Regions from separate parts of the Ovis aries genome. Here region 1 is linked to region 2. Evidence: chromatin contacts called from public Hi-C data. All regions are on one chromosome and are shown on one strand. Each heading gives the region's core, a stretch centred on a gene start, on an enhancer-like site or on the middle of the called end of the contact. The rest is flanking DNA. Distances are from core to core; before and after follow the strand shown.

Region 1 (2,700 bases), core at 168-2,667, 180 kb before region 2:
AGAGGACAGTAGGAAAGGAAAACTCAAGTTCGGTACTCCTAAGCCTCTCCTTGTAAACCTCAGTGCTGTGTTTCTGAAAGTGCAGTCCTCCCATCACCTATATCAGAATGCTAGAAGCAGGTACAGGGGAGGAGATGCTTACTTCAATGCAGATTTCTGGACCTGAAACAAATCTCTGGATTGGAAACTGCAACATACCCTCCACTATTCTGCGTGGTACTTTTGAAAAACATTGCTCCAGGGCAGTGATTTCCAACCCAGAATGATTCTGCTCTTGTGGAGACACAGGCCAGTATCTGGAGACATCTTGAAGAGGGGGTACCACTACCACTTAGTGGTTAGAAGTCAAGGATGTTCCTAATATCCTGTAACTCACAGGACTGCCCTTTGCCCCAACAAGAATTATCCAGCCCCAAATGTCAATGGTACTGAGGTTAAGACATTTCACTGTATGTATGCCTTCTAATTCTATTGACAAGGGTGGCAGTGGCGCTGAGACTCATCAATTCTTTCTAAATTTAAGAATCCAGCTTAATTTTCCACTTGAGCTAAGTGAGATAGTAGTTAAATATCTACATCAAGAGTCAAAAAATGACACAGTCAGGGTGGTAACTAGCATAGAGGTGAAGATCAGAAGCTGTCAATCTCTTCCTTATGCAGCTAGTAGCTGTCAGATGTCCAGGTTTTAGAGAGGTGAACCTGAAGGCTGAGCCTTCCGACTCTGCCAGCTTAAGGTAATTTCACAAACCTCCAAGTTTTGTATAACCGACAACTGTTAACAGTATCAGAAGGTAAAAGGTGGGATGACTCAGAGAAAGAAAAAACCGAAGGGCACTTGTATGACCTTAAAAAAGAAAACTCAGGCCTGGCCGGAGAAAATAAAAATGTGTTTGGAAGGATTAAATGAGAAACTGTACACGCCCGGCACCCACCGTTTTAGAGGATTAAGAACTTGGACTAGGGCATTTGGGGAAAGGCGAACAGACACTTGAAGAGACTGCAAGGGGGTACCTTGGACCTGATGCGGAGATGGGGGTAGGCCACGAACTCGGGTCTCTCCTCCTCTCCGTGGTGCGACTTCAGGAAGACATTCAGCATGCTCACTCCCACCCCGGGGAGCGCCACGAAGTAGGTGAGGGCCTTCCACATGCGAGCTGCAGAGGGGGCACGACCGCTCAGGCCGGGCGAGGAGCCGCCCGCGTCTCACCTCCCTCCCCAAGTCCTCGAGCCAAGGTCAAAATCCCGCCGCTCTTCTCTTCAGCAGACCTGAGGCCCGCCCCGCGACCCCGGTCCCAGTACCTGAGCCCTCCTCGCCATGGGCGCCACTGGACATACACCGACTCAGCTGCAGGCGGGAACGACCCAGCAGCCCAGAAACCCGAGATCCAGCTGCCGCCGCCATCTTCGACCTGGGTCCACCGCAGCGCCGGAAGCGGAAATAGGATGTTGGCTGTGGGGGTGGGACTACAACCTCAAAAGGAAGTTCCTAGTGGGTGGTACCTTTTCCGCGGAGGCTGCGCATTGTAGCCTAAAAGCTCGGAGCAGCGGGAGCCAGAGGGAGCATGCGCTCAGCACTCCTGTGTGCGTACCTTGTTCCTAAGGTCAGCACCGCGGTGAAGATGAGCGCATTAAAAAAAAGATTTGTGGAAGGACACCCTGGCATCCAGGGTCGCTCCCTTCGTTGGAGTCCGTGCGAATCAACAGGTTCCAAGCACAAATCCCCTATCTAAAATGCTTTTTCCCTCCTCATCCTCTGACTCCGCTTTTTTTTCAAGACACTAGGACATAATAATTGTCATCATTATTATTTTGTAGGCATCACACAGCTTATAATCTGTCAGGGGAAACAAGAGATTTTGCCACTGCAGCATCCCCAAACTCTGGGATCGTGCCTGGCAAGTAACAGGTGCTCAACACAAATATGTTGAGTAAATGAATAGCAACGGGAAACAATTGACACTTCTTATACTTTATCTCTGCAATTCTTTCCTGCCCTTCTTTTTTCTTCTTCTTCTACCCATCTAAAAACAGTTTTAAAAATAAAAGTTAAAAAATAGATGCGTAAGAGAGACTTCCTTGGTGGTCTAGTGGTTAAGATTCCACCCTCCCAATACAGGGGGCTCAGGTTCCATCCCTCCTCAGGGAGCTAGATCTGGCATGTGGCAACTAAGACCCAGTGCAGCCAAATAAAAATAAACAAAATCTTAAAAAATAGATACATAAAAATGAAAGTAAACTTCTTGACCATAGGTTCCTTTAAAAATATAATGAAAGCTCTGAATCCTTTCCTCAAATAAAATATTAATACAACTTCTCCTCAGCACACACAGTTTAAGCACACAATGAGAGGGGAAGAAGGTACTGTAAAGTGCACCCAGAGACCCCCTAAGAGTCCTGTGCTCCAAATTAAGAACCCCTACTTAGAGGAATAAACAGAGACTCTGATGTGGGTAGACTGGATTCATATTTTGTTCCCATCCCTCACAGCCTGTATGACCTTGAGCAAGTTAGATAAAACAAATGCATCCTGCAGTTTCATGAAAACAAAAACAGGATCATATTACTAGAGCTTCACAACCTGATCTTCCTTTCTCTGAGTAGCCTGGGTTTTTGCATGTTATGGTGAAATTACAATAGTCAAATCTCTAGGCATCGTGGAAAAGAGTCAAAGGGTCTGTGAAGCCCTACAGTGTAGCCGTG
Region 2 (2,700 bases), core at 110-2,609:
CAGTAATACCCTGTCACTAAAAAGAGATCTTAGCAGTAATGGACTCCAGCAGTTGTCTATACAGGCTCATCATCAGGAGGCTTGAAAACAAAATACCAGGGTTTCTAACTTGGTCAAGTTAAAAGGATGGAGTTGGGGAGAACCACCCTCCCCTTCCCACCCTAGGCTCTAAGCTTATTCATTAAAAACATATTTAATGATATAGCACAATTGTTCAAATAAATGTTGAATGAAAGTGTAATAAAATATGTTGACATTAAGTGATTTCCTCCTACATTCCAGGGACTGTGTTAACACATAACTCACGTAATCCTCATGGGGTGTGAATACTACTATCCTCATTTTACAGACAGGAAAAGAGAGGGTCAGCAAGGTGAAATCACTTCCTAAGATGACCAACCTAGCAAGTGACAGAATAAGGATATGAATTCAGGTTATCTGACTGCAAACTCTACATCCATTCATTCAACAAATGTTTATTATATGCCCATAGGTGCCAGGCTCACGGCAGAGAGAGAGACAAATTATTTTAGTGATTTAGTGTGTTACTAGGTGGAAGTGCTACCAAAAAGTTAAACCGGAGGAAGAGGGAAGTTGGAGTGGTTTTGGGGGTAATCTTGAATAGGGCGATGGGGGTAGGCCTCCAGCAGGTGATCATTGAGCCAAGACGCAACGGAGGTGTGGATATGGGCAGGAAGCCTTCTAGGAAGAGGGAATAGACAGTGCATGAGCCCTGAAATGGGAGCGTCACCCAGCTGGGAGGAAATGAGTCAGTAGGCAAATCGGAGATGAGATGATGGGGTGGAGGTGGGGACCAGATCATGTAGAGCCTTGTAGGTAGCCTCATTTACGTTTTAGGTTTTTTTCTGGGAGGGAAATGGGGAGACTCGAAAGTATTGCGAGCAGATGAGGAAGTGATCCGACTTAGGTTTAAAGGATCCCTTTGTTTCGATAGGGGGAAGAACAAACTGTAGAGGAGACGAGAGACCATCCTGTTTCTAAAGCATGAGAGTTCTTTCTCAACGTCATACTCTGTAGTTGCGACTTGGCCTGGTGACCAAAGGAAACGTGAACTCAGCTTGCAAACACTAACTCTACCTGGCGGCGCCTCCCACCCGGCAGAGGGCAGCAGCTCTGAGAAAGCGCCTCCAGCACCCAGCAGTGTCCTCCTTAACGACCTCGTTTAAAAGCAGCTTCCTGTTGGTTGGAGTGGCAGGGATGCTACCCAATGGCTGCCTGCATCTATCCGATTTCTTCAGAATGGCGTTGGCACCAGCCAATAGGCGGGGGGCTCTGCCTGTGGCTTCTGATTGGCTGCTTCGCTCATCTATAAAAGATGCCCGCCGGCGCGCGGCCCTCCTCTCGCCAGGCGTCCTCGTGTGAGGTTCGTCCGTCTCGCTGCGTTCGCACCGGCAACTGTGGCGGGAAGAATGGGGGTCTTTGGGGGTTCTTTTGGAGGCTCTTGGGGACCGCGGGGTCCGGCCTCTTTGGTTTGGGGGTGCGGCGGCGGCCGCCGCGACAGGTGCAGCCCTGGCTCGGGGCGGCGGGCGCCCGCGCGTGGCCTACTCCGCGTGTACCTTGGGCTTGGAGCCCGCCGTGCTGTGGGGACGCGTGTCGGGGTGGCTTGAGCTCCTTTTCTCTCCTCAGTGACATCGTCTTTAAACCCTGCGTGGCAATCCCTGACGCACCGCCGTGATGCCCAGGGAAGACAGGGCGACCTGGAAGTCCAACTACTTCCTTAAGATCATCGTAAGTTTGGGGCAGGCCCCGCCGCCCACCGTGCTGCCCGGGCCCGGGCACTGGTGGGGACGGTCAGCTGCCGTGTGCTGAGCGCCTGCTTGCTAGCTGCTATATTAGGTCATTTTAGGCACATTTCATTTAATTTTTACAATTTCCCGAGATCCATGCCCTTCCCCCTCCCAGTGTTGCAGATGAACAGACTCAGGCAGGTGAAGTGGCTCTTAAGGTAAAGAACATTCAAGCCCAAGTCTGTCTAGGTTCAAGTAGCACTCGTTCTAATTTTCTTGTCCTGTCTGCATCTTTGAGAAAGTCTGAGGCTATGAGTGACTCATTATAATGGGGCAAGTTGTTGCCTATTTAGAGCCTGTCAGTCAAGAAACTATGTGAGTTCTTTAATTTAGATGGCCTTGAGTTGGGTCTTGCCTGGCCAGAAATGCTAATCACGCTGCTCTTCAAGCCTTAGGATGCGTTGTGGAGTTTAGTTTTTTGCGTTCTTCCTCATTTATCATGCAGGTTTTCAGTTTAACAGAAAACTTTGTAAAATGATTATATACACACAACCTAGGTCCTACAAGTTACTATTTTGACATACTTCCTTTATGTTATATTTTGATTGCTGTAAATCTGACTTTACCTGGACCAGTATTTTTTTTTTTTTTGGTTAAGGCAGTCATTTAGCGAATCAAACATGCCTCGTAATTGGGGAAAGAGCAAAAGTTATAATTACAAGTATTTGTTTAATTTACTGTAGAAACAGTTACTGTTTATACTCAACACGCAAATCTTTGACAAAACTGGTGTTAACTCAGGTGGCCTATAGGAGGAGGCACTGTCCCAATCTCTGTCATTTCAAAAGCTTAGAGGAAAGGGAGTGAGATGGAAGCTGGTGATTGCGGGATTTGGTTTCTCTTAACCGTTTCCCTCTTTCCTCCTGTGAAACACGGCTTGTTTTCGGCTTGT

Evidence for each region. A called contact is a pair of places that touch in the nucleus more often than the background predicts.
Region 1: a Hi-C map of hypothalamus shows a contact between it and region 2, with 5 times the contacts expected there. The contact joins the promoter of LOC101117965 here to the promoter of RPLP0 in region 2. A contact is called at or near these places in 5 of 16 Hi-C or Micro-C datasets (blood, hypothalamus, liver and 2 more).

The regions. Positions count from the first base shown.
Region 1 is chr17:62,878,134-62,880,833 of ARS-UI_Ramb_v3.0, reverse strand. It overlaps LOC101117965 (cytochrome c oxidase subunit 6A1, mitochondrial), which reads right to left and starts at 1,417. Exons shown (of 3, transcript XM_004017415.4): 1 at 1,300-1,417; 2 at 1,012-1,154. The coding sequence starts at 1,402.
Region 2 is chr17:62,698,685-62,701,384 of ARS-UI_Ramb_v3.0, reverse strand. RPLP0 (ribosomal protein lateral stalk subunit P0) reads left to right here and starts at 1,359. Exons shown (of 8, transcript XM_027956613.2): 1 at 1,359-1,384; 2 at 1,648-1,749. The coding sequence starts at 1,696.